2 separate regions of the Rattus norvegicus genome follow, and region 1 is linked to region 2. The links are chromatin contacts, called in public Hi-C maps. All regions are on one chromosome and are shown on one strand. Each heading gives the region's core, a stretch centred on a gene start, on an enhancer-like site or on the middle of the called end of the contact. The rest is flanking DNA. Distances are from core to core; before and after follow the strand shown.

Region 1 (4,887 bases), core at 2,284-4,783, 450 kb after region 2:
ACACATACATGCATGCATGTGCACACTTAGTCTGGGCCAGCCTTGGCTACACACATCTGCATTTATTGAGACCAGCGTTCCCTGCGCAGAAAGCGCACCGTGTCGGTCATCCCCATGCCATAGATCGCCTCCATCATCCCCCTGCTTGGTGGGAACAGCGCCTGCTGCACACGCACCAGGTTAGCCATGGACACCTGCGGGTGGAAATAGGACATGCTAGCTGGGAATCATATGAAGACAGAGCAAAGGACTTGGGCAGACACCAAGGGTCAATACCCCTGCCTCAGCCACCCAAGTGCTGGAACTAAAGGCCTGCACAAACGTGTCATGTATGTTATGTACATTTATGATTCATGTATGTACTGTGTGTGTTCACGTGACATGTATATTACACACATATTTAATAACATATAAGACATACATATCACATACACATGTAAATCTTCATATATGATATGTGTGTGCTCACATGAGTCCACGTCTATGTGTGTATGGTATTTTTATTTGTGGATCCAAGGAAATCTGGTAGCATAGTCCACCTGGAGCTTAAAGCATGGGTAGCAAGAACTACACACAACTATAATGTGTACATACATGTCACTGTAAACATTACACATACAGTACACACACAGTGTTGTTATATAGTACGTATCTACATATGATGCAAATTACATACCCAAATGTAATCGGCCATGTCAAACACACAATACATATATAATAAAACACACATAATGCTTGTATGACATCCTATGTGGCATGCATACGTGGGTCACACTGACTGTGCCAGACCCATGTACACTGCACCCAACAAGCACACCATGACTCACCATGACATCCTGCTTGGCGACTCTCACATATATGCCAGGCCACCCCAAGTCCCGTGGCGACACATCTGCCCGTCCGCTGAAGGGTGAAAAGGTCACGGTGCGTCCCGTGGGCAGCACAGGCAGGCTGTTGGTCAGGCCACCATCCACACAGAGCTGTCCAGAATGGCAAATGCAAGCATTCATGTCACACATGTGTTGCATCCCATGTTCATGCCTGTGCCATCTGCATGGCTCCTACACATTGCCCACATTACCTGCCCTGCACAATCCATGGGCTTGAGTCCTGCGTAGAAGGGTATGAAGCAGCTGGCCAGGAGAACCTTTGTGTATGAGAACACGGGAGAGCTCAGGGGCACAGGGTCAAAGGTACCCAATCATATCATATACATGTCATTGACACACCAACCACATATCATGCACATGTTCTATGGCCATCATCCACATACCATTCCCATGTTATGAACAGGTTATTTACATGTCAACCACATATCATGCATGTGTTATGTGTACACACGGATGACCCATGTGTCATCTTGTGGTTTCACATTACACACGAAAGTGACAGATAACCACTGTCATGCCTGATGACAAAGGAGGCCTTGGAAAGTAGGGGGAGATGATCTGTGTGCAGAGTCCTGTGAACATGATTGAGCTGTGTACGGACCATGAAAATGCCAAGTAGTGTGACCACACACCTAACACGTGAACATACCCCTGAGCCACCAAGCCAGCTGACCCCACCTGTGATGCCCTGAGCTATGTGAACGTGCCCTTACCGTGATGAGGTTGTCCCTGCATGTGAAGTTGGACACCAGGTAGTTCTGTCCAACTGCGCTGGTTACTGACACATGAAGCCGTTCCCGTGCCAGCTCATGGGCGTGCTGGGGAAGAATCTCGTCAATGCCACCCCTGTACGCATGAGGACATGTGAGGACACACGAACATATGGACACATGACACATCCATGTGAGAAAATGGATTCACAAGCACACGGACACACGAGGACACATGAGCCCATGGGCACTTGAGGACATAACCATGGGAGGACACAGGGTCAAACACCTCGCACTCCTATGTTGAGCTCTAGCCAGGACATGCGTGAGGTCACACCCACCTCAGCTCTAGCCAGGACATGCGTGAGGTCACACCCACCTCAGCCGGGCCATGAAATCATATCCAGGTGTCAAGGGCCCCAGTGCCTGCATTCTGACCTCCTCCGCAAAGGCAAATGTGAACCTGGTACATGCCTGTGGGGGAGAGTCACACCGCCATGTACCATGTATGTTACAGATGTCATACGAAGGTATGTACTATGTGCTTGTTCTATAAGGTATCTGTGTTGGGTGTCATATATGATACCCTCTATTACATGCACTACACGTTTAAGTACATATTAACCACATGTCATAACATACATTACTATATGCTATCTCAGTAAATGTAAACATGTATCATAACCTACTATGTGTGATTATATACATTTCACTACATGTATGTATACAGTGCAATGTACCACATGTCATAACGTACATGTTATTACATGCTATCTCATGTTCTGCAGACAAAACTGATCATTTCATATGAGGTGCACTTAGCAGTGCAGCACAACATGTAATGATGTAATGTCAGACATCATAATCAGATGAGAGTACAGAGACATGATGTACCTGCATGTTATCATACTTGACATTATGCATCACATGAAATGTAACATATTCAGAGTATGCATCAAACTGCACATACTGTACTGCATATGTTACACGTATGTTGTATGTACACCATGCTACATATTTCATGTATCACATGTGTGTCCCACACACATCACACATGCACAAGTAACACTGTGTGCACGTCCCACAACACAACAACCCCACCCCCCTCACCTCTATCCTCTCTGGTGCTGTCAGCAGCAGTGTGGCCACCAGTGCCCCTGCTGAGGCCCCTGCAAAGCCTGTGACATTGCATAGCAAGCCCCGCCCGCGTTTGCTCAGTACAGTCGCTGCCCCCAGGTGGTAAATACCCAGAAATCCGCAGGATGAGAAAGAGAGGTGGACTTGCTTCATGGTAGTGGCTAGGATAGAAATACATACGTGTAGTGTATTTAGTACATACGTTCATATGTGTTCACACTTGGTACATCCATGTTCTGTGACTGATAGCTAGTGACTGAATGACTGGGAGTTGTGATTGATAGCTGTCTCCCCCACAGGTCCATCCGTTAGTCCCGCCCCTCGGCCTAGGGACGTCCAGTCCTCCATTCCAGGCCCCGCCCCCCGCCCCGCTCCCGCCCCCGCCCTGCTGCAGCCTGGCCACAGTACTTTTGTGGGGACAGCACTTCCAGCCAATCCCTAGAAGACGGCGTCACAGGCAGATGTCACTCTGGGCGGCTGAGCCAATCGCGATGCGGCGGGGTCCAGCCTAGGCGGTGCCTGTGGTTGCGACTTCACCCAATGTGGTAGCGCAGAGCGACTCCTTCACTAGGGAAGCCCAGGGTAGATTCTGGGATTCTGAACAAGCACCGCCCGCACGGTCGGTTTAGTCCTTATGACATCATCGCTCCGCGTCGGCATCTCTGCCTCCCACCCTGCTCCTCTCCCCCACTGAAGACACCGTTCTGAAACGTCACCGCCCCGCAATGGTTGGACGCAGTACTTGTTACCTGCAAGTAACATCTTCTGATGTCATCGTTCTGCGCCTTCGTGTTTCAGGGCTTTAGGAGCAGCGCTGACGTGCGGACGAAAATGAGCACCGTTTTAAGTGTACGATTATAAAGCCGCGCGGCTTTATGACGTCATCGCCGCGCGCCCCTCCTGGCCCCTTCCGGGCAGACAACACACCTCGGCTTCACAGATAGATCACAGTTCCGGTGTTCTGTCAAAGCGCGCGGCTTATGAGGTCATAATCCGGCGGCCCTCTCCTTCCTTTCCCGGAGGTCAGCGTGCAGGTGCCTCGGTCCTGAAATGAGCGCTGTTTCAAACATTTCAAACTAAGTGTTGCGCAACGTAGATTTAAGACATCATCATCCGGTGACCCATCTACTTCCCTCCCGGCAGGCACTGCGCCGACAGGTTTCGGAAACTAACACTGTTTCAAGTTTAGTCCGCGGGGCTTTCAGAAGTCATATTCTTGCGCCCCTCCCGTTCTCTTTTAGGCAGGCTGTGGACCACCGCAGCTGTAAAAAGAGCTCTGTTTCAAGTTTGGCTTCTTACCCAGTTCCCTTTCTTAATAAACATCTAATGACCTTTGTTTCTCCTTCTGAATGAGACTCCCACTTCCTCCCTTGGGCCCACCTTATCCTCTTGGATTTGTTAACCCCACCCCACCCCCCACACCCGCTTTCCGGTGTACTTTTAAATTGCTAGTATGAGAGTTCGTTAACTTTTTTTATAATGAAGGTTCTTAGTCCTCTAAACTTTCTTCTTAGTGTGGGATAAACACAGTCAGATGCCCTGTGTTCCAACCCCTCCAAGAAGCCATGCCTCTCAGTGGAACAGAAGCAGACCCACAACAGGGTCTTAATTTAACTTTAGTAAGTAGAATCTATTAATAAAATTGTTCATTCATTTAGATTTTCTGACTTTGTGGAGTATAGATTTATGAAGTAAAACCTAAAGATTCTTTGTATTTCCTAAAAATCTGTTGTCCCCATTTACATTTGTGATTTTATTAAATTAGATATTGTCTCTCTACCTTTTAGTATCCTGTATGTGTGTTTTACTGTAGCTAGACTAGGTACCTCTATTTCAGAAGAAGTAAAAAATTGACAACTCACAGACATATAAGTGTATTTTTGAGAGATTAAATAAGCATATATTGAGGAGTGATGTGTTTTTGGTAAGGTGGGGCAAAGGGAATTGTCATGGACTGTTAGAGACCATGAGATAATAATGGTTGCCTAGCCAACAGCAGTGAAAATTTTCAGGGCTAATAACAAGGCGGGAAGGTGGGAAGGCAGGGTATCTTTGTGTATTTTATTATGCAAATATAAATATGCTCTACAGCCTTCCATGTCAAAATATGTTGTTGTGATGCTCCCAATCAACCATGATACGAAGCTCAA
Region 2 (4,768 bases), core at 2,253-4,752:
CCTCTCCCCAACCTCTCCAAGCCCCTTCCCCCTCCTCAATCTCCTAGTTCCTGGGAACCAAATTCTCTACTGTCATTGCTACTGAGTGAGTGTTACAGGGTCTGAAATCAATTATGTAGATCAGGCAGGCCAGGAACTCAGAGATCCCCCTGCCTCTGCTTCCTAAGTGCTGGGTAGGATAAAAGATGTGTGCCACTGAACCCTGCTGAAGGCATGCTCTCATCCAGTGACAGAGAGTGTATTTCTATTGATTTAAGCTGTCCAAGGGTTTTAGTTACCCTACACATTGCTTTGACAAAATACTTGAGTCAAGCAATTTAAAGGGAAGGAGTTTTTTTCTTTCTTAAGTTACAGTTTCAGGGTCCCGTACATCAGGTTGGGGTGAGGCATGGCAAACTGCATCCCAAATTCCACGGTGGAACATGGACAGAGTTTCACGAAGTTTTTATAGGAATAAAGCCATCAATCAAGGTTCTTTTCAAAGTACATGGGTGGGAGTATTAAGCTGGGAGGATGAAGCAGAGCAGGAAGTCCTTGCTTTTATTAGGCCTTTTGCTGTGAAAGAACAATTTCATCACAGGAGACAGACAAAAAAAGTTTTGTTTTAATCTGTTAGTCACAAGATGTCAAGTCTGACACAGGTGACTTAGGAATGGATATCTAGGGGGCTGAAAATAGTCCAAGAGAAATAATAATTAGGCTCTGGAACCTTAACATTCCAACTCTGCTCAGCTACAGACATTACCAGTTAATCAGCCTCCGGGGTTAACTTTGAGCTACTTCTTGGGAATTTTGCTTCCAGCTATAGTAACAGCACCACCTGCTGGCTGGGGACAGATAGTCCACACCTCAGAGTTATGGAAAAACGAAAGGAAGTTTTCTTCAAACAGTGTTCAGAAAGCTTGAAAGTTCTGCAGGACCAAAGAGGTGGGGATGGGGGTGGGAGTGTCACAGGAGATGGGTCAAAAAATAGCAGAAAGAAGAGGGTAGAAGGAAGGGGAGAGGGAGAGGACATTAGAGGAGTAGAGGATTTTCTCACCATCCTCAGGGCACGGCAAAACTGGTTTTGCTTCTGTCATTTTGTGGGCTACTACCATTGAGATTCATTCCCTTTCTAGCCCCCATACATACTGTAGGGCAATGGGTTCTCAGAGAGTCTAAATAAATACAATCAGAATTCAGATTTCAATCTGACATTGTGTATTTTATCTGACTACAGGCTTTCCTGCCGCCCTTTCTTCTCTGGGAGTGTAGAGGAAAGCAATAAAGAAGCCTTAGGCTGCTCTTATCTCATGACACCTTTTACAACCCCCCCCCCAACCCCGGCTTGTTTTGTGTTGCTGGAAAGAAGAAACTAAAGGATAATTTGTGACTGGAGATGTGGCTCAAAGGATAAGAGGACCTGGGCTCACTGGCTCAGAAAGCACTCAACTCACTGTTGTTGTCTTTTAAATTTAATTTATTGGTTTTTCAAGAAAGAGTTTTCCTGTGTAGCTCTGGCTGTCCTGGAACTCCCTCTGTAGACCAGGCTGGCCTTGAACTCAGATATTCACCTGCCTCTGCCTCCCAAGTATAACCTGCTATTTTAAAAAAAGTATTTATTTATTTATTTATTTTATATGAGTACATTGTAGCTGTCTTCAGACACACCATAAGAGGGCATGAGATCCCATTACAGAGGGTTGACTCCCCACGTGGTTGCTGGGAATTGAACTCAATTCCTCTGGAAGATCAGTGTTCTTAAGCACTGAGCCATCTCTCCAGCCCTAATCTGCTGGTTTTAAAGGTATGTACCACTACTGCCCAGATGATTGCCTTTAATTTAATTTAAAATTTTAGTTCTTTTAGCTTTTTATTTATGTTTATATGTTTACTTCCTTTCTCCTTTCACACTGACTGACCCTCCTAGTAGCTTTGGGTATATTTCAATGACCTGTGCTGGCCGTCCAGCTATGCCTTCAACTGTCTGAACTTTGCACCAAACCTACCAAAGAAATTAGAATTTTTTCAGGAAGAAAGCATAAAGGCCTCTGGGGTCAGCCACATGGAGATGCCGTAGGAAGATACTGCACATTGAATGAAATGATAGCATGACTGCTTCCAGGTATAGCTGAGGAGAACAGTCAGAGGCTTCTGGAATAGTCCAGAGCAGGGAGAGAAAGTAGTGGACTAAACATGGACAGTGTTGGTATTCTGTCTAAGCTCCACCCCCACAGCTACCTGGGACCAGCCAGGTATGCTCCAACACACAGTTGCCTGGCAATAGCCAGCTGTGCCTGACATATATAAGGAGCTGCTTGCCCCCTCCTCATTCTCTTTGTTCTTCTCTTCTCTGCTCTCTTCCCCTTTGTTCCTGTCTCTTCTCTCCCCACACCCCCTTCTACCCACGTGCCCATGGCCGGCTTCCTTCACTTCTCCTCTTTTCTACTCTTCTTCTCTCATTAAACCTTTCCATGCGGAACCATGTTGGCCTGGTGTACTTTGTCCTGGTGCAGGCCGAGATTTCTACCCCAACAGACAGTAGCTGAACCCGGCCATGAGAGGACAGGGGTGGAGGGGGTGAGGAGAGTGAGAGAAGAAGAGAAGAGAGAGGGAGCAAAGGAGACTGAGAGGATCAAGAAGACACATGGCATAAATGGCTGTACTATATAGGTAAGAGATGCTGGGGGAAGGGAAGCAAAGCCCCTGGGCTGGCTTGGTTTAAGGTATGGGGCTGGATGAGAATAGTAGAGGGGAATCACAGGTCCTGAGTGAGTCTAGAGGTCATCATGTGCTTTGGTATGCTAATAAGCACCTTAGGCATTTTTCCTTGGTTTCATTTAGAATTGACACACACATATACTTCTGCTAACTTTTCAGGTCTCCTTGCGGACCAGACAGTGCTGCCTTGCCCGGGCTTGTTTCTAAGTGTGTAGGTTTTGCATTAAATCCAACATCCCCCATTGGTCCCCAAAGCCTCAAATACTGACTATGGGGAATCTCTAGCCTTATTTGTGCATCTTAGTGTGGCATAAAATTTGCATATAATTTGTGGCCCCTCCTTACAGTACCACTAGCGGCCAGAAGAGGGAGACTGACATGCACACCCTAAGCTCCTGTAAGTGAAAAGAGTGAAACTTAGTACTTTACAAACGGGCCAGAACAGAGCAGGAACGGGAGGTGGGATGAGGCCTGGCTCGGCAGGCTTGGGCACAGAACCCGTGGGGGTGATGACGCTGTGTTACCTAATTGGTGGTAGTTTCCAGCCAAATCACTACACTTCCCAGCATCCCTTGCGCCAAGATCGGCATGTAAGGTGGGACAACAGGGCGGCAGTAGGTTCGCCCTGTTAGGGCCTCATCCGGGCTTTCTCTTCAGATATATTGGCTATCGCCACACATGTCTGACAAAGCACGACCTACTTGGATGAGTATGGTTTCCTTTGAGGCCATATCTCTCCCCTTTCTCACAGAAGGGCCCTGTTGCCGCCCCATAAGTCCCTCCTTCCGGAAGTGATTGGACTGGCTGCAGGGTCTTCTGGGAATTGTATTCTTTTAGCAGGAAATTACGAGATCTGAGCTCTCACTACGTGTTGCTTTACGACTATTTAGTTGACATTTAATAATATTTTTTCATTAATGGCTACAACTTAATAACCTATACAGGGACGCAATGTGTATCGATTAAATGAGATTAGGATTTTTACCACGAATAAAATATATCATTTTTACCTTCTGCGTTTTTTACCAGAGGGAAAAACATTGATTTTATTTAATTTCATGTCACATTAATAAATATTAAAAATAATTTTTAAAAGACACGGGACACAGGATCCCTCAGTCACGTGATGATGAAACCTCACAGATTTTCAATATTCTTTCACTTCAGTATTCCTTTGAAAAGATATCTTCAAAAAAATCAAAGCAGGAAATCTGAAACACTTTCATATCCATCTAACTTCAAATGTGTGGACAACAACTCTTAATTATATTCCTACTATGATCATCTGAATAACCAGGGGCATACGCACAATGCAACTTTCCTGATTAAATCTTAGTTCTGAAAAAATACATTCATTAAAGAGTTTAGGTTTGACTTTTTTGGTTTGTTTTGATTTTTGGATGCTCCCCATTAGGAATATATAGCACAACAGTGCCGCCAGACAGTGGGACTGAATGCACAAAGCCCTGAGTTCTACCCATACTTAGCATCACAAAAAAGTGGCCAAGTTTTGACTGATAAAATTTATATTAGAAAATCTTTAGAGACTTTAGTCTAGACATTTAATTTGGACCTCCAATCTAGACATTTAAAGATTTTTTTTTTTTTTTGCTTAATCAAAAACAACACAGTACCGGCAGTGGTGGAGCTCGCCTTTGATCCCAGCACTGGGGAAAAAGTGGCTGTCGAGACTCAATGCCCCAGTGTAGGGGAATGTCAGGGTCGAGAGGTGGGTGGGTGGGGGAGTACTCTCATAGAAGCAGGGGGAGATAGTGGGTTACTGGAGGGGAAACCGGGAAAAGGGATAACATTTGAAATGTAAATAAAAAATGTTCAAAAAAAGAAAAAAAAGAAAAGAAGCAGCAGGTGTATCTTTGTGAGTTCGAGGCTAGCCTAGTCTACAGAGGGAGTTCTAGGACAGTCAAGACTGTTAGACAAAGATATCCTGTCTCAAAAAAACCAACAAAAACCCCCTCCCTCCGCCTGCCTGCCTCACTCAATAAATAATAATTTGTGCCTAGCTAGCTGCATTGCAAGGCATGGTCGCAAGGTGGCGATGCTCGATTGC

The links. A called contact is a pair of places that touch in the nucleus more often than the background predicts.
Region 1: a contact with region 2 is called in a Hi-C map of liver, with 9 times the contacts expected there. The contact joins the promoter of Pnpla4 here to the enhancer-like site in region 2. A contact is called at or near these places in 2 of 12 Hi-C or Micro-C datasets (frontal cortex and liver) and 1 of 1 datasets of contacts at active chromatin or transcription factors (oligodendrocytes).

The regions. Positions count from the first base shown.
Region 1 is chrX:46,201,496-46,206,382 of GRCr8, forward strand. It overlaps Pnpla4 (patatin like phospholipase domain containing 4), which reads right to left and starts at 3,534. Exons shown (of 8, transcript NM_001401181.1): 1 at 3,487-3,534; 2 at 3,146-3,304; 3 at 2,711-2,898; 4 at 1,980-2,074; 5 at 1,604-1,736; 6 at 1,082-1,147; 7 at 828-980; 8 at 43-194. The coding sequence starts at 2,890. The coding sequence ends at 63.
Region 2 is chrX:45,755,214-45,759,981 of GRCr8, forward strand. No RefSeq gene overlaps it. Among named protein-coding and RNA genes, the nearest start is that of Prkx, 13 kb to the left of the region's middle. Within about 2 kb of position 3,503, at least 91 of the 93 cell types and tissues checked have an H3K27ac peak or open chromatin away from gene starts, as enhancers often do. A contact at or near this core is called in liver, where this site is marked.